2 separate regions of the Zea mays genome follow, and region 2 is linked to region 1. The links are chromatin contacts, called in public Hi-C maps. All regions are on one chromosome and are shown on one strand. The core of a region is the stretch at or near the end of the contact, and the rest is flanking DNA. Distances in the headings are between cores, read along the strand shown.

What was found. Hi-C and Micro-C count contacts between places; a contact is called where the count stands out from the background.
Region 2: a Hi-C map of tassel shows a contact between it and region 1, with 4 times the contacts expected there. The contact joins the promoter of LOC100217012 here to the promoter of LOC103626653 in region 1. A contact is called at or near these places in 2 of 25 Hi-C or Micro-C datasets (leaf and tassel).

Annotation. Positions count from the first base shown.
Region 1 is chr5:84,905,899-84,910,054 of Zm-B73-REFERENCE-NAM-5.0, reverse strand. It overlaps LOC103626653, which reads right to left and starts at 2,704. Exons shown (of 2, transcript XM_008647053.2): 1 at 2,491-2,704; 2 at 1,594-2,401. The coding sequence starts at 2,622. The coding sequence ends at 2,063.
Region 2 is chr5:85,227,016-85,230,751 of Zm-B73-REFERENCE-NAM-5.0, reverse strand. It overlaps LOC100217012 (putative protein of unknown function (DUF640) domain family protein), which reads right to left and starts at 2,273. Exons shown (of 1, transcript NM_001143388.1): 1 at 809-2,273. The coding sequence starts at 1,827. The coding sequence ends at 1,015.

The DNA.
Region 1 (4,156 bases), core at 1,455-3,954:
AAACCGAAAACCACCGGTAAACCGTATTTTGGACCGGTAAACCGCCATTTTTTGCCGAAAAACCGGATTTAATGCCAAGATTGAGTTTCAGTTTAGGCATTTAGTGGTCAATTTAGGCATATTAGTCTTGTTTACTGTTATATGCTATATGTGATGATGAAATCCGTAGCTCAAGTCCAATTTAGACATTTAGTGATCAATTTCGATTTTATTTCCTGTCCAAGATGGAATCTGTAGCTTAAGTCGACCTATGTGTCGTTGCCTCGTTGGAGAGTTGTAAAAAACTTATATTTGACTATTGTGAAGTTCGCTGGTTGTTGGTTGCATTAGAACTGAAGTTTGTGGTTGCATATGTATATGTTGTATGTTATTTTGATGAACACATATCGTGTGGATCAATTAATATTTATTGTGCAATGTGAATTGAGCAAATTACAAATAAATCCTGTCAAAATTTTCCATTTTTCTGTAAAAACCAACAAAAACTAGTTGGTTTCGTGGTAAACTAGTGGTTTAGAGCGGTTTTCCGCCGATTTTTCACCTGTAAACCAGTTCAAATTTAAATTGATTAAACCGGCAGGTTTTAATCCATTTACTAGTGGTAAACCGTTATCGGTGGGTAACGGTTTTCCCACCCGAAACGGTTTTGTAAACCGTTGTCATGACACGGCAGACGGTACGAAGCTCCAAGCCGGTGAAGACGACCATGGGTCACGCGTCTCCCGCGTCCATGCTAAAGTTCGCAGGCCCGCTTGTTTTCGATAATGACGAGAAGACAACGCCGTGTTTTTTAAAAAGAATTTGAAGTCATATTCTTTTAAAGAATTTAAAGCGTAACGGAAGGAAAGATGTCTAAGAAGTGTGAACTGAATTTTTTATAATTGTTTTATAAATTAAAATCTAAAGTCAAGTCTAATGTTACTCTTCGTATTCATTAATGCACTTAAGGGTGTGTTGAGTTGAGAAGTCAACTGAAATAGAACGAAATTATTTCTGATCGTGAGAATAGAGTCATTTCATTCTATGTTTGGCAAGCAGAATAGAGTCGCTCAAGTTTTTGTTTGGTTTAGAATAGAGCAGAACCACTCCATTCTTTGTTTGGATTGCAAGTCATATGAGTGTGGAGAGGGAGGCAGAAGAGTGCTCGCGTCCAGGAGAGCGCTCGCATCCGGTCGTTTTGGTGGAGCGGAAGCATCTCAACTATTTATGGTATATATTTTCATATGAAGACTCTAGGAGCCGCTTCGCTCCACTTTCATTAAAAACCAAACATCCAAAAGAAATAGTAATAGAGCTGCTCTATTCTCTTTCACTACTCAACCAAACACACCCTAAAAATGTTGTGCTCTAGTTGTAGGTCTAGCATGTCAATTCAAGAAATATAAATACTTAAAATAAATATAAATGCTTAATTAAAAACATTAGAAACGCCTCAATATTTTGACAAGGTACTAAAGAGTTGGCACTTCCAACCTATCCGTGTTGGAGCAACTACGCAAGGTCACTTTCTCTTAGCCCGTGTAAATATCATGTGCTCTCTACGAGTTGTTCTATATGTCAGAACTTCTGAAAAAGAAATTGTGTAGTGGTATGTAATGTAACCATAGAGTCCACTGTCTTATTGTAGTTACAGTAAAATGAGACTAAAGTATTTGAATAATCCACTAGCTTGGTGAATTATCTTAACATCCATGGTCTGTGTGAAAGCCTGAATGTTCACAACTCCAGCTCTTTCTTCAATTGCCTTTTGGGCTACTTACGAAGGAAAGCATGGGTTCCGCACTATTTTCTTAAATTATGTGCGGGCTTACTGTGACTTTGGGGCTTACTGTGACTTTTGCTAACAAATGACAACTCGAGCACACCAACTATTTTGGCTAACGGCGTCCGTGCCAACTTAAGCATTAGAAAAGAAAGGCTAATAAATTGGTGCAACAGGGCCGTGACCAAACTACAGCTTCCCTATTCCCATTTCGTTAGGCCCATCTTAGCTTAATTTGTCGGCCCGGCCCGGGCTAGAGAACCGAGTCCGCAACACCAGGCGACCGCACGGCGCAACCCTTTACGCGTCCAGCTCCACCAACAGCAGGACGAGGACTGTGCCGGCCGACGCCACGAACAGCGCCGCCGCGGAAGCCACCAAGAGGACCCGCCGGCGCGCCGCGGACACGACGTGCGGAGCGAGCACGGTGCCGGCGGCGGAAAGGAGAGCCGCGAACGCGAACAGCACGCAGATTCCCCCGGTCCAGCCCCAGCGCCGTCGCCGCTCGGCGTCGGTGTCGGTGTCGCCGCGGAGGAGGAAGAACAGGTTGGTCAGGTCGACGGCGGCTGTTGCGGCCACGGCCAGCGCCGTCTTCTCCGTGGAGTCCGTCTGCTGCGTGGCTGCGGTGCTGCTGCTGGTCTGCAGTAACCGGAGTGTGGCTGCTGAGCTGCTAATAGCCTAGCTAGGGCAACGAACGTGGATGCAGCTCGGGTGGTCGGTCTACCTACCTCCAAGTCAGCGGTGTCTGGCGCCAGCCGCGTTCCTTCGACCACGGCGACGATGACCTGCCACGTCGCCATGGGAACGCCTCCGCTGTCGTCGTCACTTTCTCGGAACGGAACTCCGTGTCTTCCAACCATCACCAAGGAGCAAGAAATGCATGCAGGGGCGAGCACAGCTGATACTCCTATAAATGGCGACGGCGTTGCGGAGCGCGGTGAGCATCAGAGTGTGGTGGTGCCGGTGGTCAAGTCAATTGGAAATGCGCAGTCGTCAAGTCAATTAGAAATGCGCAAAACGCTGCAAGTGGCAAGTCAACGGTCCACGGTCTACAAGCTAGCTAGTGCCATCTCAACAGTAAACAACTCCTTGAGTATCTGTCGGTCCCAAGCTCCGCACTCTCGTTTGATTTGGCGCGCGCGGTCTCGTTAATTTTTAGATTTTTACACATTTATAGGAGCAGCTTTGACAAAACGTACGCATCTGGAATGCTTGTTAGCGGTGCGTCACTTGGTTTTATTCTGGGAGAAAAAAGAATGTTGGTGTGACGTGGACCATGGTTTCACTTCTCGGTCGACGAGTAACGGTTTTCGGTAAAAACAATTTACCGTTTTCTCGCTTTGATCCGGTATAAAAAAACCAGTCCGATTTTTTGTGTAGTTTTAGTTCAGAATTTGAAAATAGAAAGGTCAAAATTTGGTTAATAAAACGGTTTTTAAAAATTATAAAACGAAGTAAAAGTTATAGAAAGGTCAAACGAAGTATAAACGGTTTAAAAATGACAAAACAAAGCATAAAAATAAATTTAATATTAGGTGAACATATGGTCCACGTATCTCTACTATTTATTAAGGCTGCAAGAGTAGTCTGTCATTCCCGTGTTCTGCCACCATTCTTGTTCTGTCATTCCCGTTCTGCCACCATTCTCATGTCTGTCATTCTCATTCTTTGTTCTGTCTTTCTCATTTCCTCCTCCCCGCAAAGCCCATTCACATTCCCCCGTACAGCCCCACATCTAGCTAAAATTAAAAAAACACACATGTCCTCAAGGGGGGATTTGAACCCGTGACCAAACCGTGACCTCTCAAGCAAAGGCCAAGAGTAGCTACCGCTACACCACATGTGTGTTTATGTCTACATCTATGACAGGAAACACATCTACTACATCTCTCACCAAGCTCACTTGCTACCCTTGCACAATGCGTAGTAGTAGATAAGTATCACCGAGATTCTTGAATTATATTTTTTGATGTAGGTAATATTATTTAAAGAAGAGCTTTACATACAATTTCTTTTGTTTGAATAATGTGTTATACTTAAATTCCCTTTTTTGCATGCGTGACATTTTTTCTTCATAATATTTTTTCCCATGGATCAGACTTGTGAGTCATTTTCATAAACCAACGCCAAGCATGAATCCATGTTTCTTACTTGAAACCCCGAACAAACACCATTAGCAAGAGACACTCGCATTGGCGTCGCTTATCGATGACGAGAAGAAGCTTGGCGACTGTCAGTTCGACCTCTAGAAGCAGTCCTACGTGGTCGCATGTGTCGCTGTGTATGACAAGCTCCCGCGAAGCCGCCGCTTGGACGTGGTCCAGAGCAGCTGCACCACGCTGTCCATCGTTAAGCAGGGGGCCTCATGGTTGTCGCCAACGTGAAAGGGAATTA
Region 2 (3,736 bases), core at 1,024-3,523, 320 kb before region 1:
CAGTCTTCTCTAAAAGATTTTATCCTCTATATCTCATTTCTCTCCAACAACGTCCTCTAAATCACGTCCTCTATACTCAAATACCCATATTAAAAACATTTTTTAATTTTATTTTTTGTACATACGTATTTATCATACTCTCAAATATATTGTACATATTTTAATTTTGCTAAACTGGTTATTTAAAGTAGTCAAATGAATAGAGGATCGTTTAGAGAAACTCTATATATAGAGAATCCAGCAGCGTCCTCTAAATTTACAGGACCGTTTAGAGGACGTTGCTGGAGAGCGTAGAGGACCGTTTGGTCCTCTATATTTAGGGTAGAGAACCCTTTAGAGGGCCTTGTTGGAGCCAGCCTAACTCCTCGTGGAGCACTTGGATTGTGCTCAGGCTAGTGGTTTCTATCTATTACTCTTGGAGCAAGAGCTGCTAGCCAACTAGTTGTATCTCATTGAAGCACCATGCTCTTGTAGTTACTTTAAGCCGTTTGTAATCTCCCACAACTCTAGCCTTGGTGGCTTTCTCAACAATGTGGTGGTACAAGCCTTAGTCACAAACTGAACCATTAGATAAATCGTTTGTGTGTTGTGCTTGTGCTCTACTTGCGCCATATCTTACTCTCTATTTCAATGCAAAGCATTACTTTGCATGTTCATATATATACGGTTTTCTGGAGATAGCCTTACACCACATGAAATCCCCAAGAAGAACGTCGCCAGGGAGAATGAACAAGCCATCTAATCCTGCCATTCTATGGATCACTGCATACACAAGACCATGCAAAATCACTAGTACAACCAAAAGGCTGGCAGGCAGACAGGCAGTAGCAGCGGTTGATGATGGGGCACACAGCCAGTGTCATCTCATACTTAGATCGCGCGCGCACGCCGAGACCAAATCGGTCGCCATTAGCAGAACCTGCAAGTTTACTTACGTGCCTAATCACTCTTGCATTTCTGCTAATTAAGCCGATGGAACGGTGGAAGAAGTACTGGTGCAAGCAAGCAAGCTAGCTAGTTGAACACGGACAGCGGCATCAAGAACCCGGCCGCGTGCGCCTCGGCGGCGGCTGCCATTGCCAGCGCAATATCATCCCCAGTGCCGCCACCTCCGCCCGCGGCCGGGTCGATGGGCTCGGTCGCCGGCGCCAGGAAATGGCCATGGAGGAAGTGCGCGTGCGGGATCAAGAAGTGCGGCGCCGGCGGCTCGGCCACCGTGCCCGGCGCGGCGTGCGACGGGTGCTGGTGCTGGCCGTCCTGCTGCTGCTGCTGCTTGGGCTGGCGGTGCGCCGGCGGGTGGCGCTTGCGGCGCTTCTTCTCGTAGGCGATGCCGCGCGCCTTGGCCTGGCTGTCGCGGACCTCGCGGAGGTAAAGCCTGACGGCGCGCGCGCCGAAGGGGTTGGCCTCGGGCCGGCCCCCGTGCTCCTCGAACGCGGCGCGCAGGCGGCCGACGAGCGCGTCCAGGCTGCCCCACGCCTGCTTGAGCGGGCACGGGCAGGGCGCCGGCGGGGACGGGTGGCCGAAGAAGGGGCACCGCGCCGCGTGCACCTTGGTCTTGCCGAACTGGTCCAGGTAGCGCAGGAACTCCAGCACGTGCGCGCCGCTGCACCGGGCCAGCTCCAGCGGCGGCCGGTGGTTGCGCAGGTACTGCCCGAACGTGTGCCAGTCCCGCCGCTTCTGCGACTCGTACCGGCTCGGCCGCGCCGCCGCGGCGCCAGGGCTGTCGGCCGCGGACGCGACGACGCCGGCTACCTCCATGGCTCGCTCGGTCACCTGACGATCTCCGCGAAGCGCGAACACGAGCTCGACCAGATCTGCACGACGCATGCCTGGTTGGATAGTGAAACGATTTGGCTATGGTTATACTATACGTATAATAAAAAGGACGAATAATGCAAGGAGCAAAGAGCTGGTCGGATCAGTCGCTTCATCTATTCTTGGCCGGCCGGGGCGACGGAGCTGGGACGGACCAGGAATTCAGAATCCTCGATGAACTAGCTAGGGTTTCAGGCTAGACTCAGCTAGCTGCCACACCAACCTGTATGCCTGCACTCTGTAGCGATATACCTACTCCTACTCTCTCTATCTGGAATTGACTAGCACAGTTTGATGATCTAGAGCTGATCCGTAGCAGACAGCAGACATGCAAGAACGAACTGACGCACATTGAAGTTAAAGAAAAAACGCACAAGGAAAATGCGGAGAACGGAAGGAAGCAAAGCAAAACTGCAAACTTTAATCGACTCAATCACTAGTGAGCCGAGCTACAGAAGTGCAAGGTTGGTGCTCGACGAACAGAGGCGACACTAGAACACTCTTCCTGCAGGCAGCGTCTGTGTACATGTAGAAGTCACATTTTTCTAGATTTATTATATATAAATAAAAAACAATACTGATATAATTATAAATTGTAATAGTTATCGCTAATTTGGTGACAAAATATATTTTTATAACATAATTTATTTAAAAACATAAATTTTAATACTATTTTCTATAAATTTAGTTACATTTTAAAAAATATTTTTGAACGTGTTGTGCATTATTATTATTATTATTTGGACGGGTGTCCTCCACATCTACAGCACACTTCGCCATTTTCCAAGGAGCTCGGGCTGCTCTCTTGTTTGGTGTGGCTGGCTGGATAGATCAAAAAGCCGGAGAACTGTAGAACGCACCTAGCGAGTGGTAATAGACTCTAAAAAGTTTTAGATTATATAAAATTTAAGGATGATATCAAGACATCACGTTATATTTTTATTCATTTTTAAATTAAAATTTGATCCATTACCCTCCCTAGTTTCCAGATGGAAATGGCGAATTGAAATCGATCCCCCAAGCCCTGAAACGAGTGTCGCCGCCCCAATTTATGGAGCAGGGTCCTTTATCTATTGGTTTTAGATTAAAACCGACTGTTTAAATTGATGCAGCTGCAATTTATAGACATAAAAACACTGTAAAAACAAAAATAGTAGAAGTCGTATGGATTAAACCCAAACCAACATGGCTGGTCAGCGGACTAGCAGTAATCTATGTGTGCGTGCGTGACTGCCTTTTGAAGTTGAGTACCGCACGAATAAAGCACGATCGATCGATCGACTGAAGGAACAGTAGATGGTATGCGCAGGAGTAGACTAGCAAACAGTGCAAGCCGTGGGCTGGGCATAGAATATGGTGGTGACACGGATGCATGCAGACCCAGTGTACGATATGCAAGAGGAGGAAGCAAGAAGAGCGAGATCACAGAAAGCTTTTAGAAACTTGCATGCAAGATTGCAAGAACCACAAAGGCGGTCGACGGATTTGATCAGTGGAGGCGCAGCGCATGGCGAGAGAGCGTACCAGCAAGTAGGAGAGGATGAGACGACGGATCGGGAGCGGAAGCTAGGGGTCGGGATCGGAACTCGTCCCACGACTGAGCCGGCAGAGGAGGAGAGCATGTGGCGAGAGGAGGCAGATAAATATGGTGGGTTGAGGAGAGCGGTCTCATGGCCAGCAAGCTGAGAAGAAAGGAGGGAGAGGGAGAGAGGTGACAGGTGATACAAGGTGCAGTGCAACATGGGGTATGGAGACACTGATAAGGCTCGGGGGTCCCGCATGCGGCGCAGATATCAGCCTCGTGGGGCCTAGACAGAGGAGAGAGAAGCAGAGACGGCGAGGCAGCTACGACGACGACGACGAGTCTGTCGGTCCCCATTACACAAAAGGTCGTCACATCAGTTGTCACCTCAGCATTCTG